Regions from separate parts of the Mus musculus genome. Here all the other regions are linked to region 1. The links are chromatin contacts, called in public HiChIP or PLAC-seq and promoter capture Hi-C maps. All regions are on one chromosome and are shown on one strand. The core of a region is the stretch at or near the end of the contact, and the rest is flanking DNA. Distances in the headings are between cores, read along the strand shown. Region 1 holds the start of Actn1 (actinin, alpha 1). Region 2 overlaps Rad51b (RAD51 paralog B). Region 3 overlaps Rad51b (RAD51 paralog B). Region 4 overlaps Rad51b (RAD51 paralog B). Region 5 overlaps Rad51b (RAD51 paralog B). Region 6 holds the start of Susd6 (sushi domain containing 6).

What was found. Promoter capture Hi-C pulls out the DNA fragments that hold promoters and counts their contacts. HiChIP or PLAC-seq counts read pairs in DNA pulled down with a chosen protein or histone mark.
Region 2: a promoter capture Hi-C map of second pharyngeal arch cranial neural crest shows a contact between it and region 1. The contact joins the enhancer-like site here to the promoter of Actn1 in region 1. A contact is called at or near these places in 3 of 39 promoter capture datasets (cranial neural crest, hematopoietic stem and progenitor cells and second pharyngeal arch cranial neural crest), 1 of 115 datasets of contacts at active chromatin or transcription factors (bone marrow-derived macrophages) and 2 of 9 other capture datasets (liver and pancreatic islet).
Region 3: a contact with region 1 is called in a promoter capture Hi-C map of pre-B cells, with 4 times the contacts expected there. The contact joins the enhancer-like site here to the promoter of Actn1 in region 1. A contact is called at or near these places in 4 of 39 promoter capture datasets (cranial neural crest, hippocampal neurons, pre-B cells and 1 more), 3 of 115 datasets of contacts at active chromatin or transcription factors (bone marrow-derived macrophages, memory CD8 T cells and pancreatic cancer cells) and 1 of 9 other capture datasets (adipose tissue).
Region 4: an H3K4me3 HiChIP or PLAC-seq map of embryonic forebrain shows a contact between it and region 1, with 4 times the contacts expected there. The contact joins the enhancer-like site here to the promoter of Actn1 in region 1. A contact is called at or near these places in 6 of 39 promoter capture datasets (cranial neural crest, hematopoietic stem and progenitor cells, liver and 2 more), 2 of 115 datasets of contacts at active chromatin or transcription factors (embryonic forebrain and pancreatic cancer cells) and 3 of 9 other capture datasets (adipose tissue, macrophages and pancreatic islet).
Region 5: a contact with region 1 is called in a promoter capture Hi-C map of liver, with 2.2 times the contacts expected there. The contact joins the enhancer-like site here to the promoter of Actn1 in region 1. A contact is called at or near these places in 2 of 39 promoter capture datasets (hematopoietic stem and progenitor cells and liver), 1 of 484 Hi-C or Micro-C datasets (CD4 T cells), 2 of 115 datasets of contacts at active chromatin or transcription factors (memory CD8 T cells and thymic regulatory T cells) and 2 of 9 other capture datasets (adipose tissue and liver).
Region 6: a contact with region 1 is called in an H3K27ac HiChIP or PLAC-seq map of extraembryonic endoderm stem cells, with 2.4 times the contacts expected there. The contact joins the promoter of Susd6 here to the promoter of Actn1 in region 1. A contact is called at or near these places in 3 of 39 promoter capture datasets (hippocampal neurons, liver and neural stem cells) and 2 of 115 datasets of contacts at active chromatin or transcription factors (extraembryonic endoderm stem cells and pancreatic cancer cells).

What each region holds. Positions count from the first base shown.
Region 1 is chr12:80,258,938-80,261,783 of GRCm38.p6, reverse strand. Actn1 (actinin, alpha 1) reads left to right here and starts at 1,421. Exons shown (of 21, transcript NM_134156.3): 1 at 1,421-1,797. The coding sequence starts at 1,693.
Region 2 is chr12:79,384,009-79,386,854 of GRCm38.p6, reverse strand. All of the region lies in intron 7 of Rad51b (RAD51 paralog B), which reads right to left. Among named protein-coding and RNA genes, the nearest start is that of Rad51b, 88 kb to the right of the region's middle. Within about 2 kb of position 1,459, at least 35 of the 459 cell types and tissues checked have an H3K27ac peak or open chromatin away from gene starts, as enhancers often do. A contact at or near this core is called in second pharyngeal arch cranial neural crest, where this site is marked.
Region 3 is chr12:79,435,800-79,438,645 of GRCm38.p6, reverse strand. The region is part of intron 7 of Rad51b (RAD51 paralog B); the gene reads right to left. Among named protein-coding and RNA genes, the nearest start is that of Rad51b, 140 kb to the right of the region's middle. Within about 2 kb of position 1,490, at least 55 of the 459 cell types and tissues checked have an H3K27ac peak or open chromatin away from gene starts, as enhancers often do. A contact at or near this core is called in hippocampal neurons, memory CD8 T cells and pre-B cells, where this site is marked.
Region 4 is chr12:79,534,219-79,537,064 of GRCm38.p6, reverse strand. All of the region lies in intron 7 of Rad51b (RAD51 paralog B), which reads right to left. Among named protein-coding and RNA genes, the nearest start is that of Rad51b, 240 kb to the right of the region's middle. Within about 2 kb of position 1,369, at least 39 of the 459 cell types and tissues checked have an H3K27ac peak or open chromatin away from gene starts, as enhancers often do. A contact at or near this core is called in embryonic forebrain, where this site is marked.
Region 5 is chr12:79,648,076-79,650,921 of GRCm38.p6, reverse strand. All of the region lies in intron 7 of Rad51b (RAD51 paralog B), which reads right to left. Among named protein-coding and RNA genes, the nearest start is that of Gm36048, 150 kb to the left of the region's middle. Within about 2 kb of position 1,376, at least 43 of the 459 cell types and tissues checked have an H3K27ac peak or open chromatin away from gene starts, as enhancers often do. A contact at or near this core is called in liver, where this site is marked.
Region 6 is chr12:80,789,119-80,791,964 of GRCm38.p6, reverse strand. Susd6 (sushi domain containing 6) reads right to left here and starts at 1,433. Exons shown (of 6, transcript NM_178682.4): 1 at 1,150-1,433.

The DNA of each region.
Region 1 (2,846 bases), core at 172-2,671:
AATGATTTAAAGTGTACAGTGGCTGTAAGTAGGTTACATATCAATCAATTTTGTGCTGTTCTATACATGTGAGGCATAAGCTCTTGCAGATTCTGGTATCTGCAGTGGTTCTGAAATGAGTCCCGAGTATTAAGGGATGCCTGTATAAATTAAGCCCTACTGGTACAAGAGGGATGTATCTGTTGTCCACACCAGAATGCAAAACCAACTGCAGGTTTCCTTGTTACTGATTTTCATACTCAGAGTCCCTCAAAAGACCACTAGGAATCCGGGCGGCTTCTTCCCAGAATGCAACAGTGCTGGACCAACACATTTCCACCCTCCTTTACTGAGCCCAGGGAGTACCGCTAGCACCAAGCAGTTTAGTTAGTCTTGCGCTGTTTCTTCCTCCTCCAAGGATAATAAGGTTTTGTCAGGCACAAGGTTACACACAAAATGGGCCTGTAGAGTCCATGCTGGTTAAGTCTCTTGTCTAGCTCTGCTCTTTGAGTCTCAGTTTCTCCATCTATTAGGTGTATGCATCTGCTAGGTTTATGATACAGGTAGACCATTTTAGGGCTCTTCCTAGTTTCAGCAAAGTGTAGGTAGGGAAGCTGTAAAAGTGGGGAAGGAGGAAACTAGTCTCCAGAAGGTAGCTTCAGCTGTGTTAGTCCACCGGGGAATACCTGCCAAGGAACCTGGGAAGCCGGACAGCCAAGCTGCCACACAAGAAGTCCGCAGCGGGCCAGTGCACGGAACCCTAGAGAAGTACCCAAGGATCCTTGGCGAGGCGGGAAACTCAGTGGGCTGAGAAATGCCAGCTAGCCACAAATCTGGCTCTAGAAGGACAGGGATCAGCCTGGTCCCGAGGGGCGGGGCGGGAGCAGTGGTGGAATCAGGAAATTCCTTTCTACTGTGGGCCCTCCCAACCCCTTTCCAGGGTGCCGACTTGTCCCAACCTAGTTTCCCCGAGAAAGAGAAAACGAAATATGCCTTGGGTTTCCCCGCGCCCTGCTGGGGTTTGTAGCTTGCGTGGGACCGCAGGAACACCGGTGCGCCGGAGTTCTGGGCCTTCCCGCCGGCAGGGAACGGGACCAATCCTCAGCGACTCCTCGGGCTCCGGAGCACAGTGCCATTTGGTCCCCGAGCTCTGGGAGGCGTCCCCAGGCTCCACTCCGGTTCAGCTTAAGGTGGTGTCACATGAGCTGCGGGGGAGTGGGAACCCAGGGAGTGGGCGGTGGCGTGCGCGCCCGGAGGGGGCCGCCCAGTCCACCTATATGCACAGAGACCCGCCTGACGGATGCCAGGAATTCCCAATGAGAGGCGCTGGGGGGAAGTTTGGGCAACTCGGCCTGGCCAATGGAGAACCTCGGGAGGGCTCTGCCCCTTCTCCCCGCCCCCGCCCGCCTCTGCTCCCGCAGCGCGAGTGTTCACTGAGAGCAGTGTGCGTGGAGATTAGGTCCGAGCGCGCGCCCCAGGAAGGCAGTCCGCGAGCTCCAGCCGCCGCCGGCAGCAGCAGCCTCTGCGAACAGAGCCGCGGCGGAAGCGGGCGCAGGGGAGCGAGCCCGGCCCCGCCAGCCCAGCCCAGCCCAGCCCGGCCCAGCCCAGCCCAGCCCAGCCCTGCCGACACCCTCCCCACACCCGGGCAGCAGCCGCCGTCGCCTGGAGAGAAGGTGGAGGAAGAAATCCAGCTCCTAGCACGCACGCACCATCATGGACCATTATGATTCCCAGCAGACCAACGACTACATGCAGCCTGAAGAGGACTGGGATCGGGACCTGCTCCTGGATCCGGCCTGGGAGAAGCAGCAGAGGAAGGTTAGCAGCCACCCCCACCCGCTACAGCCCTGAGCCCTGATCCGCTCTGGCCGCTGCACTCCTGGGCTCCGGGTTGGAAACCAATTCCCGGCGCGCAAGAGCGGAGGCGGGGACATCGCGGCCACTGCGAGGTGGGGTATTGAGTTACAGGCACCGGGCGGGAGAGCGGAGCACCCCTGCCCTGGAGCCCGCGAACAGTTCGCCGCGGCGCGGGGAGGTGGCGCCGCCGGAGGGCAAATCGCCTCAGAGCGGGTGGTCCGGGCCACCCCGGTGCAGCCGAAACTGTCTCCCCGTGGGCAAGGCGCGGGGGCGATGCTCCAGAGGCTGGGGCTGAGACTTAGGCTCCATGGCTGCTTACTCGGGATCGATTTTCTCCTTCCTTCTTTTTCCTGGCGCCTCCATATGGCGTGCGGTGGCAGCACGCTTCCTGGGCCGCCCCTGGGGCTCTGTACCATAGGGGCAAGCTGCCCCGACTACTGCGCCCCGAGCTGGGTCTGCAGACAGTGGGCAGAGCCGGTGTCGGAGGGTTTGGCGACCTCCTCGGGATCTACCTGGAAGTGGACGTTCCGGAGTGCGGCTGGAGCTGAGAATCGGGGGTCGTTCGCGGGCTCCTCAGGGCCTTGTGGGGGCGGGGTCAGGACGGTGAACGGTTTTATTGCTAACTCAGTGAACTGGTGGCTGCAAACCCTCACATCTGTGTTCTGCCCGGTTCTTTTGCTGGCGAAACGCGAGTTTGAGTAGCTTGGCTCTAGTTGGGCTCCTGGTGGAGAGACAGTCTCAGGAGATATTTGGGGTTGTTCTCCGAGGATCCACGGCCCTGTATCCTAGTCGCCATCAGCAAGGTTCGGGATATGCTGCCCCGTCTGAGCTGAGAAATTGGCGATGGGTCCGGAGCGTAATGGCTATAGGCAGGAAGAGGTCAGAAACCTCTCTTGCTTGGGGAGGGGGAGACATTAACCCTGTCACGGCTTCCTGCCTGAGCAGAGAGCGCGTTCCTTAGGCGGCCACGTACCCTGACCCCCCAACACCCAACTCCCGTTCAGTCCCCC
Region 2 (2,846 bases), core at 210-2,709, 870 kb after region 1:
TAATACATATGTTCATATTGGGTCAGGAGGTTACAGTTGAACATAAACTTTATATTGAATAATAATATATTGAATTTGATCACTATACCACAATAGTATAAAAAAACTATACTTATTCTTAAGAGATACACATTAAAGTATTTATAGCAAAGAGTCATAACCTCTGCAATATACCAAGTGGTTCAGAAAAAAAGGTACATTGCTAACATATGTGCATGTATGTATATGTGTGCATTTCAAAAACTAAGAGAAACAGCAACAAACTGTGAACAATAGATAAAAATGTGTGAATGGCTTATAAGACTTGATTGTACTATACTTATACTTTTTCAATTTTTTTCTATAGAAAGAAATTGAAATTAATTATAGGTTGATTCTACCTTAATCAACCTATAAGCTAAAATAAGACCTTATAGAAGAGCCAGGATACACATCTGCAGTTCCAGCTGCTCAGGAAGCTTAGGCAAGACGATCTCTTGAGCTAGTGAGATCTAGGCCAACAAGGACAAAATGTGAAGACCACATTCAAAGAGAAGAAAAAGGAAGAAGAAAGCTTGGTACCAGATTTGGAAAGGGTTTGAATGTAAAAGCGAGGAGTGTTGGGAGGGGGCGAACAAGAAAAATGTATGAGAACACACATGTCTGAAAAGGCCGTAATGATACCCACTGCTTTGCATGCTAACTTAAACATCAATCAAAAATAAGATGTAAAAAAAAAAAAAAAAAACCAGCCTAGCAAACAAACAAACAAGGAGGAAGAGGAGGATAATTTACTAATGCCTCAGGTAAAGAGTGACTTTGAAAGAATTCCAGTAAATAAACCAACAATGTTTATGAATAATCCATAATGTGTTCTGGATTTATGAAATAAATTCAGAGAGATGGGCAAGTTATTATTAACTTACTCATAAGGGGTTGCTATGACTTCCAAGAACAAATGAAATCTTTTTAATAAACACCTAGCTCTGGCTGGAGCGAACCCTACTTGGGGAAGAAAGCATGGTGTGGTTCAAGCTTGGACTCTCAGTACTAGGAATGCAGGGTCAGGTAGACCTGGGGCTTGCTGGCCATCTGGGTTAACCTAGGCAAGCTCTAGGTCTCAGTGAGAGACTCGGTCTCAGAGAACAAGGTAGACAATGATGGAGAACAATACCCAAGGTTGACCTCTGGCTTTCACATGCACACATGCACATAAATCTACACACACACACACACACACACACACACACACACACACACACACACCATAGAGGCACCTAGCTCAGCCCATTTGTTTACTTGCAGAAATTATGTGACCGTCACATTTACCAATGACAAGTATGCCCACAGGTTGAGAACCACCGCTCTGGAGGAAACTATAAATCAGGCTTGTGGAGAAATGGTGAGGGGACAAGGTAAATAGAATCAGTGTAAAGAAGGGCGTGGCGTTTAGACTCTGCTGGTGACACCAGGCAGAGCAGGTGGAGAGGGGAACAGTTAACTCTGGGAAGATCACGGAGCCTCCAGTGGCAGCTCTGAAATGCCTTGAGGTAGTCAAGCAAAATTATTTATTTACTTAAAATGTTCAGGCCTGTTCAAAATTAGAATTGAATGCTCTGTTCTAACTGTACTCAATTAAATATTTTCAAGCTATATGCAAATCATAATTGCACTTTTAAATTTTACTCTTGTGGGGTAAAAACAACTCTTAACACTTATCTCTAACAGCAGTGAAGCCTCGGGGCTCTAGAGCTGTTCCCAGTGAACTCAGGGCTTTCCTTGCAAAACCTCCGCACTTCGCAGTTTCATGTTTATATCATAACCAGGGAGTAAAGTACACTGCCCCCTCTGCACCCCACCCTGAACACACACCCTGCTAGCAAGATAAATCGGCCAGCTTTCGGCATATGGAAGCATTTTTATATTGTCAGCTCTGGTGGGGTAGGGAGGAAAACAATTTGCAAATGCCACTCAGTGAAATACACACTTTCAAGTAAGCCTGATTAGAGAAAGGTTCGTGTGGCAAGCATCGCATTCAGTAAATCCTTCCCCTTTCGTGGAGAACGGAATGTTAACTTTGTATAAAATACAGCAGAGTGATCAAGAAAGATGGAAATCAAGTAAAAACTGTAAGATTCTTCAGGACATGGGAGATTATTAAAGAACTGGTCTGAAATATGTAAGCAAATGAGCTAATTTTTATTTTAAATTCCTTATCCAAATAGTGAAGTGTCGGGAAAAGGAATGGGGCTGGGGAGGGGGGCAGCTAGAGAAGGCTAAGCAGACTCTTCAAAGAGCCGCACCAGGCTCCTCCTGACACCCCCCAAGCCTGCTGCTCCCCCTCATTTCTTTACCTCCTTTCTATAGAGCAGGAGTGGTGCCTGTGCAGAGCACACAGGACTCACGAGAAGACAACCCAGAGCCATCATAGGGTGGCTATCACCAGGATGCTCTATGGAAGGCTGGGCTGCAGACAGGAGGTACTGGGGTGATCTAGACAGTAAATGTGTATTTACATATCCTGTATGTCTTGCTTTCCCAAGGGCATGATCCCTCACCCCACTCCCCCAAAATCACTAGCAAAGGACCAAAGGCAATAGTCAAAAGGTGGAATCTTTTCTAGCCCTTGAATTTCTCTAATTCAAGTATTTCTGCAATAGAGTAAGGATTTTTTTTTTCCTTAAACACACATATGCACAAATAACAGGGAGAGACTGGTTTTTGTTTTGTTTTGTTGGGTTTTAGTTTTGTATAAACATCAGTAATTTAGCCACAAGGAAACCAAAAATGTTCAAATAATAACCTGAATCACAGACTCAAATTATAAGTAATCCTAAAACCAAGCCTAAACAGACTATGCGATGGCT
Region 3 (2,846 bases), core at 241-2,740, 820 kb after region 1:
AGCCAGTCCGGCACAGACCCTGGTTTTTACTGTAAGTAAACACATTCGGGTAGAGGTTTAACCAGTGGAGTCAGAGGTGGTATCAATAGACTCCAAGACCTATGTGGATCAGGCCAATGGGAGTTGAGTATGTGTCCTATGTCCCCGTGGATGAGCAGTAGCAGCTGTGCCATCTTCACATGAGCATAGCCACCCTAGTGCCATATCAGGGTTTGAGTGAGGTGTTTGTTGGTTTGAAATGTTGGCTTCCAGTGGGCTCCAAATCAACCATCAGCCTGTTCCTAGGGAAGCCGCACCAAGTCAGACCACAGTCCTTCTGGTGCTCTGTAGAGCAGTGCTAGGGCAACTAACAGCTAAACTCTAACCAGAGCTGTATCCTGACAGCCTCACAGCACAGTGTAGAGGACAAAAAAGCCACCACTTTGGGTTCCAGGATGTGGGCAACACAGGCTCACCTCTGTCCGTGCCACCACCCCACACTCTGCTGTTGTGAGCCTAAACTTCTTCATGCTTTCCTAGGTCCCAGGAGCCCCTTTCCTGAGTATGTGTTTATCATAATCACCTTTTAAACATAGTAAAAATTCCTATTTTTCTATATATGCACAGAGCCCCTAAGTCTGAAAATTTGATCAATAACACAAATTAGAAAGAAAAGAGCACTTATTGACCTCGTAAATTGTAGTTACATATTTACATGTGCATATTCAAGTAGCAAAAATAGAGAGAACAGAGGGAATGAAGTGCCATGGGAGTCAGCACTCACCTTGGGAACAGGTAGTTGTTCTTTGTTTTTCCTTATTCTTTTCAAGTTTCCCACCATGCAAATGACTTTCTTTAATAATCACTATTTGCATAACTGATTTTTTTTCAAGACTTTACACATAAGAGGAGCCAGTGGGGGCATTTCCTGCCCTGGCAAGTATAGACTGACAGAACTTTCTCTCTTTGAAGCCGTGGCTCCCTCAAGGACGAGACTATAGCTCTTCCGGGGAATCTTATTTTCCTTCTCTAATACTTGGTCCTTCTACTTCTGCAAAAGTTGCCCAATTGCTACTCTTTAGTGTCTTAGAGAATGATCATGTATACTGCACACACAGACACAAGTAGACTTTAGGTTTACTTCTAAATACAGCCTTCATTTATGTAGCTAGATGTTTTAATAATCTCCTGTGCTGAGTATGAGATGTGAAATGTCTTTTAATACTGTGGGTAAGTAGAAAAATTTACTTACACACACACATACAGAGAGAGAGAGACAGAGACAGAGACAGAGGCAGAGAGAGACAAAGAGACAGACAGATGGACAGAAAGAGACACAGAGAAACAGAGACAAAAAGAAATAGGAAAAAGGAAATGAAAGAGATACGATAACACTATTAATCCTTGAATCCTTTTCGTCAAAAAGTTGCAATGCACTTAGTATAAATGCTGTGCTTAAGCAGTGCCTTGGTGTCATGTCACCCTGCTCACTGGGAAGTTGCAATACTTAGGCTCATTTTAAAACTGAAAACCACAGAATGTATCCAGGTCTGATTCACTGACAAGTATCAATAGTACCATTTTTATACTGAAAACCACAGAAAGTGTACAGATGGTTTTAAACGTTTTTTGGAGCAATGCTCTAAAGAGCAACATGATAAACCAGCGTTTCCCCAGAATCTTTCCTCATGCTGAGATGTGTGAGCTGAAATTCCCACAGGGCACCTTTAGGGCTAGTTGAGGCACCCCCTGGGGCATCACCAAGGAAAGAAAACAGGAAAGCCCGCTTCCGGACTTCAAGAAAGAAAGAACCCATTTATATATTTCTGAAACTCATCATTTTTCTAAGTGTTATGAATAAAATATATTGTCACCCTGACAGTTTGTCTGTCTTCCTCTTGTTTCTCCAAGTCCATGTAACACAAGGCCTGTCCCCATGTCATTAGTATTTACTGTAGAGGAGCAATAAATACATTACTGATGTATTTTCAAATATTTACTCATGAGAAGGCTCTACTTCTTGACTGTAATTTAAAAGGCAGGTGAGCAGACCGCTTCAGAATGCACAAGTCAATATGAAAAACTACATGTAACGTTCCTGACTTCCCCAGTCTTCTTTAGTTTTAGCTTCCTACAAAGGTAATGGTCTTTGGCATAAAGTAGTATTCAATACTGGATTGTATATTAAAGATACAGAACACTGGAGAATTAACTGAAGCAAAAGCAGAAATGAATTAATCAAGCCCGCCTATGGAAAAGGCGCTGTGGCAGAGGTGAAGCTCAGGACAAAAGCTGTGCTTAAAATGTCGCTGAGCTTCCCAACAGCGAGCGGGAGCCCAAGCTTTAGGGCTGCTTCACAGCCTAACAACCCATTCAGCGTTTTAAAATTTGACTCATTGATCCACCCTCGCCTTTCAACTTCACCAAGCCGCACCCACTGCAATAGATGACAACTGAACACATAAATTGCAACAGTGTCCCCACTAGTGATCAATATGCCCTAATTAAGTTATAATAACTGATAAGAAAAAGAGAAAGAAAGAAAGAAAGAAAGAAAGAAAGAAAGAAAGAAAGAAAGAAAGAAAGGAAGGAAGAAAGAAAGGAAGAAAGAAAGGAAGAAAGACAGACATAGGTTAGGGAAAGAAAGAAGAGAGGTAGGTTATCATTATTTACTGACTTATCTGTTTTAATCTAACCAGGACAAAAGTTTAAAAAGAAAACCATGGATTTTTTTTTTTTTTGTATGCCAAAATCAAATACATGTGAATGTAAAAACAGACCTAAGCCAGCATGACTGTCAATCACCTCTGTTCTGACCAGCTAAATCAGAGATAAGATGAAGGACTTGAATCAGACTCTGTCTTTGG
Region 4 (2,846 bases), core at 120-2,619, 720 kb after region 1:
CACAGTATCAGACCGAGAGAAGGAGAGATATTTTTTCTTTTCTTTCTTTTTATCTAGCCCACCATTCCTCCTTTCATCTTTTCTGAAACAGTCTCCCTGTTAAAGACTACGGGGTTTTGCAACTGTCAATGGCTGGGAGTTAGCATTTCTAAACATGAAATTCTAATTTAAATGTACTTAAAGGTTCTACAGAATAATATAATAAACACCCCTTTACATAAGACACAAAACATATTCAAATGACACAATTTTAGTAGCCAGTAATAGAAAACAAAGCTTGTGGGGCTAGAGAGATGGCTCAGCGGTTAAGAGCACTAGCTGCTCTTCCAGAGGTCCTGAGTTCAATTCCTAGCAACTATATGGTGGCTCACAACCTTCTGTAATGGGATCTGATGCCCTCTTCTGGTGTGTCTGGAGACAGCCACAGCATACTCATAAACATAAAATAAATTTAAAAAGGGAAAGAAAAGAAAGGTTATAACAGCCCTACCTAAGCAAAGTATAAAATATTTTGGGAGAATGGCTTGAGTTCCAAATAATAACAATAAAAACAAAAATAGCATCAAAATAAAGCCGGATGCATTAGGAAGCTGCAGCCTGTCCCAATAAGACTCTCGCCCGGGCATCCTTCGCCCTTTCCACTGTATCCTTCCCTGAAACTACACTAGCACATGAACCATGTGTTGGAACCATAAAGAAAATGCCCTTGATTTAAAAAGAAAAGAGGCCAGCATTTGTTGCACTCTATGCCTGCTGAGGCTCCAGGGCCAAGAGCTAAATAAACTGCAGTACAGCGATTAGGAAAGCAGCAACAGCTAAAGTAATCCCTCCTAAAAGCTGTAATAGGAGAGTGCCAGGAACAGAATGCTCCAGGAGACAGGAGCCCATGTCCTAGGACCTGGAATAAAGGTAGATTTTAAAGGGCAAGTCTGAAATGTATTTGCTGAACACAGCTCGCCTTGCTAAACCTGGTTTCTGTCATAGCGATTATGCCCTCAATTTCATGAACATCGTGTTTGCTCGGAAAGGAAAAAGAAAGAAAGAAAGAAAGAAAAAAAAAAAAAAAAACCAACAACCCTGTTTTTGTAGTAATTGCACATCAATACCAGAGACCTATTATTTCTATTAAGTTAATTAACCTATTTTTGAAAAGTATACAAAATAGGTCACTTAAGTGGGTGTGACCTTACCCAGTGAACTATGCTTTTAAACTGTCTCCAACTACTAAGATTTATAGACCCCTTTATCAACATCTTGGTTTGAAAAGGCTGGCTGAGTGAAAGGCATGCACACCAGGCTAAGACGGCTTTGGTCTCTATCAATCAGCCCATTATAACTTAATGATATTTAGATGAGGTGATTAGATTTTCAAATTGAATGCTGTTTAATCTACATTCCAGAGTGCTTATGTAATCAGGCCACATTTCTAAGGCTCGGGCAAACAGTCTGAAGGAGAGAAATTTGTATCTGAGATCAATTCAAATACTGTTCCTCCCCGTCTGAGAAAGGAGAAAAGTGCTTAGCCCTGGGAGTGTTTGCAAGGGGTGGGAGCCACAAAAAACAAAACAAAACAAAACAAAACAAAAGAACAAAAACAAAAACAAAAACCCCAAAAAACAAACTTCTAAATCATTATTCATATCGTCATTGAAAGCACAGCCAGCTTCTGCACCGCTGAGCGGCATGCTGGGTAGTAAACAAAAGTTCTGCCTCCTATTTTGTTCCCTATTAGATGGAATAAAATCCCAATAGAGAAGAGTTTCTATTAAATGTAAGAAAGTTGCAGGTAGAAAGTGGTCAAGGGTCTCTGCTTCTGTACCACAATGGCTGGCCCATGTTAGTGATGACATTTGTGCTCTAAATAACATCTAGTGACTAAAATCACAGCCCGCACTTGAGAGCTCTCACATTCTTAGGAAACCAGCTCATTTGAGGGTGTGTACAAATTAACAGGCAAACCAAGCTTCAGAGACTAGTCTTAGAATCTGTAAGCTTGCATTATATACACATGACATCTCCTTTCTTTCAAGACTTCAACTGCAAAACACTGCACAATGTCAAAGTCATAGCACCTCAGATCTCCTCACCCTTTAAGGCCCATTGGTGACCCAGGCACTTAGAGTCTGTCAAGCAACTTTTAGTGGAGGAGTATGTGTGCCTTGGCACTTTAACACCTCTGGGGGTGGGGAACTCAAGGCTTGTTTTGTCTTTGAAGTTCCAGGTCCTGTTTCTAGCTTTCCTTTTCCTTCAACACTGACTCTGGTTTGCTTCACTCTAAGGGAACCTGGCTACTTGTAATTTCCTCTTTATCTTGTTATCCTTCTTTTTCTCACCAGCTTTCTATCTTTGTATAATTCCTTTTGCAGAAAGACTTTCTCATCTCCTTAGGTTCAAGTCCTATGTACACCTCACAAGTGTGGTTGTGTTGTCCCACATAATCTTAACTATTTGGCTTCTGGAAAAATGGATATAAAGAAGTTGTAAACTCAAAGACAGCAGATAGAGCAGAAGTTTGGGCTCAGAAAGGGACCGAATCTGAACGGAACAGAACGACAGCCAAAGTGAACCTTATATTTGTGGGAGAGAACACATCCTCACATACCAGTCCTTTGCTCTCCCCAACTCCCCAAACTTTGGCAATCAGTTGTTTCTGAGCCACTGAAAATTAGGAAGTTCTCTAACAAAGAGATGACAATGACATGCTGACACAGAGACTTGGAAGTTTCACCACAAAACAAACTATGAAATCTATGGGTGGGTATGGGGACTAGAAACCTTCCTACTGGCCCTCCAATCACATCAATTAAGTAAAGATCTATCTAGTCTACCTATCTCATCAATTCCTA
Region 5 (2,846 bases), core at 127-2,626, 610 kb after region 1:
ACACCTCATTTGTGGGTGAGCACCCCTGACACTTACTCTCCACACTTTGACCAGCTGTGAGTTTCTGTATTAACCACCACCATCCAGTGTTTAGGGAAACTTTTTCTAAGGAGTCTCAGGGTGGCACTAACCTACAGGGAGGGAGATGTGAGTTTAGAGTGCAGTTAGTGTCCATTTAGTGAATGAATAGGAGTAAGCTCAACCATGGGGCCTGTGAGCACCCCATCATGGGTTCTTAGCCAAATTTACCTGGTATGTGTTTCCTTCTGTGGACCGGGCTTTAAATCCAATCAGAAATTTGGGTCATCCTATAACATTCATCCCGCAATCATGGGCATATCTGACCATGAGGGTGACTGTTTGCAGTTCCCAGGATTCCCAGGGTCATATCTAGGTAACTCGGTTGATGACTTTTTTTTACCTCAGTGGCCTGCATAGCCCCTTACAGTACTATGAAAGCTACCCAGCAAAGTAAGCTTCCTGGTCAGTACTAACTTGATTTTTCCACATCTTATGAACAATGCCTTAACCAACAGGGTCTTACCATCAAGTTCTAGTAGGCAACTAGGAACAATGACAATAACTTGTGTTGTTTGGAGTCTCTAGGATACCTCTGATCAACAACTTGAGGTGAGGGAATCCCATATCTTGCACTGGGATTTTTGTTTGTCTTCTGGGATGAGCATAATCCTCTGTAACATGAACTTCAATCTCTCTCTCTCTCTCTCTCTCTCTCTCTCTCTCTCTCTCTCTCTCTCTCTCTGTCTCTCTCTCTCTCTCTCCCCCCCCAACACAAAGCTTATAAAATAGTAGGTTTCCACATGGTGTGTTCAAACAAGTTAGACTAAAAAAAAAAAGACATCATGAATATGAGAAATGCTATCATTCATTCTGTGTGTGGGCATGTTAGAGACAGATTTTATCATCTATTTTCCACTGAGTGAAGCAGTCACCTGCTTGAGTTCAATAGCCCAGATAACAGGAGGAGCATGCAGGTTTTCTTGATTCTCTTCCTTCCTAAAGTAACAGTAGGAAGAGGAGAGAGGGTCTCTGAGCCCAGGTCTATTTAGCAGGTGACTTCTTTATGCCTTGAAGTGCTGGCTTAGAGAATTCAATCTATTAGTCATGAACTATGGGATCTCATGTCCAGACATGTACTATAAAACTGTCCCAAGTCACTGGATAACAAGCCACCAGTCATACTAATAAATAACTCTGAGCTACATGGGCAAACAGCTACAGTTTCTGGAAAGACAAGCATGAAAAAGAGTCTACATAAATTGTGTCAAGTTTTCTGATACATTGGACTGGTCATTTCTGAAACTAAACTCTTCATGGAACTATTTGCAACAGAGTTCAAAGGGTAGACAGGAAAGAGAAACCATCACATGACGTCAGGCATCTCAAGGAGTTCTTTGCCCAGAACACCACTGTCTCCTGTGCCCACCCTCTGGCAGAAAATGAGCATAGCCTGCTCCACAGAATCAGTGAAGTTTCAAAATCGCCTTAACTAGCCAGGAGGGCTAGGCGCTGTGATTGTAAATAGGCAGCCCACTGAAGAACAGGGCCAGTGGGAGAGACAGCTTGACCAGAATTCCAGTATCAACTCTACTCACTGCCAGCCAGGTATAAGCACAGTGATGAGTCACTGCCTTTCCTGGGCTCCAAAGGCATAATCATTCTTTTTGTACTGAGAATAGTCTATCTGCTCCAGGAACATTTTTTAAAATATTACTTTTTGTACCTTAAAGCATCCTAATTGCAGAGATGACAGTGACTTGGTCTTTTTATCCAAACAAAGCCTTGGGTGAGTCAGACAGTCTGAATTTTGATCCCAGATCTGTTAAAGCTTGTAGAATGCCTTGCTCTTAAGGAGACAGAGGCCGGAACTTTCCTGTGAGAAATTGTTCAGGTTCATTGAGCCCTTTCATCGCCAAGGCTTGAGAAATGTCCTGGAGTGATTTTTCAGCATGCTCTACTCTTGCTTCCCGACCATGACAGTGTCTGGCCAACCCTCCTGCTCCCAGAGAGCCCCTGGGCGAGGCAAACAGAAAAAAGAGAGCAAGCAAAGGAAAGAGTTCTCTCTCTCTCTCTCTCTCTCTCTCTCTCTCTCTCTCTCTCTCTCTCTCCCCCTCCCTCCCTCCCCCCACCCCGTGTGTGTGTGTGTGTGTGTGTGTGTGTGTGTGTGTGTGTAGAGAAATGGATTAAAAACAGGGTAGGCTCACCATCAGGTCCAAAGGGCTGTGCTCCCAGGCATGGGCCCCCATTCCTCCCACTGTCTTCCTACCCGCTTCCATCTTTGGAAAGAGATATCCAGCATTTGTTGTGAGGGAAAGTCAGACTAAATATTCTGGAATTTGAGTATCACGAAAACAAATCTGGTTTTACTATTCACTGGTTTAGTTTTGCCAAGCTCTGGAAAATTATAAATCATTCCATGATGAAAAGAGAGAGAGAGAGAGAGAGAGAGAGAGAAATAGAGAGAGATCATGTCCCTCTTCAGCTCAGAGAATATCAACTATCAGCTCTACAATAAAGAACCGATAAGGCTTTGGGATGCCAGTCTGCTATTTCCATTGTGAGGGACTGAATGTAGGACAATGGCTATCTGGGAAAATGTGAACGTTGTCAAGGCTTTTCTTTTTTTTAAATATTTGTCATAAAACACCAAGCTCCAATTTGACCAGAAGAAAACACGCCTGTGGGATTCCAGCAGCCTGCCTATATTTCGTTTTGGCTCTGGCACGAATCTGCTGAGCAATTCTGGGAAGTGTGCCTAACCCCTCTGTTCTTTAGAGTGTTGAGTCCACAAAAGCTATGGCGAGAATTAATATATTCTGATGGCT
Region 6 (2,846 bases), core at 184-2,683, 530 kb before region 1:
GGACACAATAAACCCTCAACAAGTTTTCCACAGTATCACCACCTTATGAAGTGATTCCTTTATTGAAATACAGGAATCCACTCCCACCCCCAACTCAAGACAGTTCTCATTTCTACTTGAATGTGCATCTAATGAAAAATGCAAAGCTCAGAAAACTAAGAAGTCAAAGCCAAGGGCATGTCTCTACTAGTCTCCACTAGATGGTGACAGCCTGGGTGTAGAATTCCCAGAGCACAAAAGTGTGTGTGTGTGTGTGTGTGTGTGTGTGTGTGTGTGTGTATGTGTGATTTTATTATTATTATTATTAACCAAAGGGATTCTAACACCAAAAACCGATTGACCAGTGAAAAGTGGAAAGTCACTGCGGATCTTGCAGATCTAGAAAGGACTAAATACCCATGGCTTAACTGAAAAGGATAATGTCCCCGCACCTCTCTTCGAACCCCAACCAACAAGAGCAACAAAGGGCAGCACACTACCTTGTCACCAAAGAAGTGTGTGGCAACAACATTGGGCCTCTGCTGAACTAATGTAAAGTTCCCAATGAACTTAATGCCTCTTTGGGATCCCCGGCCTTGCTGCCCTCCCAATTCCGTTACAGGTAAGTTTTTCCACCATGGTGGCTGTCCCGGGAGGGACCATCAGTCTCACAAGTAAGAAAGTCTATATGTAGTTACAGTAAAACCGAAACAAAACAGGAAATGGGTTCGGCAAGTTTCAGCCCACATAATAAGAAAAGTTTTTGCGACTGAAGAGGCGACCAGGCGCTGGGGCTCCAGAACGCTCCCGCGCACAGGCGAGCGGCTGCAAGGTTTCCTCAGGAAACCCACCTCGGCCAAGCCGGTCCCGCCGTGCGGAACCGCGGCTTCGCTGGACTGGAGGGCCTCCGCCTTGCAGCGCGCTCCACCGAGCCCGATCTGCTCTCCGCTCTCGGGCACCGGCACAACCACGCCGCCGCCCTCGGAGCGGCCCGACCCGGCTACTCCCGCGCGGCTCGCAGTGCTGACACCGGCCGGCGCGGTAGCAGGCGGCCGCGCAGAAGGCCCGCGTCCCTGAGGAAGTGCTTGCCCGCCAGTGCCCTGACAACCGGCCCCGCGCGCCGCTGACACAAAGCCGGCCCCTCCAGCCCGGGCGGCGGTGACAACTCACCCGGGAGCGGCGCCGAGACCTCCGGGAAAGGGGGCGCTAGCAGCTCCCGCGTCGCCGAACCCGCTCCGCCGCTGAGCGCGCCCGCCTGCCTGCACTCCCTGTCGGGTCCCCCGCGACGCCTCGCGTGCCCTGGTCTGGCTCACGCGGCCGGGCGCTGACGAAGGAGGAGGACGAGGACGAGGACGCGAGCGGTGGCCGGCTCCTGAGGATGGAACGCGGCGGCGGTGGCGACGGCTGCGCCAGCGTCACTGGCCCAGCTGTACGACGCGGGCGGGGGAGGCCCCGCAGAGGGGGCAGGGCAGGGACGAGGCCTGGGCGGGGTCAGGCACGCACGCAACAAGCGCAGGCGTCGCGCCGCTGCGACCGCCCCGAGGAGTCACGCGCACGCGCCTCTGACCTTGTCTGACACGCCCCTGGCGGCGGGGGGAGGGAACCTTAAAGAGACAGTCACTCGAACTGCTCTGGCTGTAATACTCTAGTTAAGCCACCTTCCTAGAGGGCCCTCCGGTTCTTTTACTGTTATTGTTTGGTTATTATTTGGATGTTTTAATTACTGTCATTTGCAAGGAAGTATACTGTTGTTTAAGAGCCTCTTCTACACACGTCGCCCATTTAGGTCTTGAATCGCTTGCCTGACCTATCTTCAAAGCAGGTTATTATCTCCCTATTAAGCTGTACTCTAGGTTAGGGTGTGTAACTTAACTATCTCAAAAGTGTCCCGAGGGGGTTAGGTGGGGGTGGAAATGTAGATCAGGCCATTCTGATTCTATAACGCTGGGGTGGGCTTCAGGAATCTTTTTAATGGGTGTCCCTGAGTGCTATTTCTGCGCACTCAAAAACACCTGGCAGATCTTAAATGGAGGAAACTGACATTCCAGCGAGGCCTGGGGAACCTAGAGCTGCAGGCTTGGCCCCTAGCTTTTTGCTCTGCTTCTGAGCCTCCTTGAATTGCTTTCAAGCGCGTCTTAGGTGAGCAAATTGAGCACTGGTCAGCTGCATCCATTTAACAGTGACTCTCACTACAGAGGGGTGGCCATATGACAGTAGGAACTATCTCTTTGTGCCTAGGTACTTGGTACTAGGTACTTGGCCTGTCTTAGAGGTGCTCAATAAATGTTGAAGCACTCCTTGAAAATCAGTGACTCATAAATTAAGAAGGCCTGTTAGCCTTTTCTTTTTTTTTTCTTTCTTTCTTTTTATTTCTATTTATTTATTTATTTATTTATTTATTTATTTATTTCGAGACAGGGTTTCTCTGTGTAGCCTTGGTTGTCCTGGAACTCACTCTGTAGACCAGGCTGACCTCGAACTCAGAGATCCGACTGCCTCTGCCTCCCAAGTGCTGGGATTAAAGGTGTGCCCCACCATGCCCAGCCTTTTCTTTTATCTGTGCAAGTGCCCTACCTAGGATCTACTGGAGTTTTTTGTTTCTTCTTCTTCTTCTTTTTCTTCTTCTTCTTCTTCTTCTTCTTCTTCTTCTTCTTCTTCTTCGTTCTCCTCCTCCTCCTCTTCTTCTTCTTCCTCTTCCTCTTCTTTCTTCTTCTTCTTCTCAGTTCTCCTCCTCCTCCTCTTCTTCTTCCTCTTCCTCCTCTTCTTTCTTCTTCTTCTTCTTCTTCTTCTTCTTCTTCTTCTCAGTTCTCCTCCTCCTCCTCCTCTTCTTCTTCTTCCTCTTCCTCCTCTTCTTTCTTCTTCTTCTT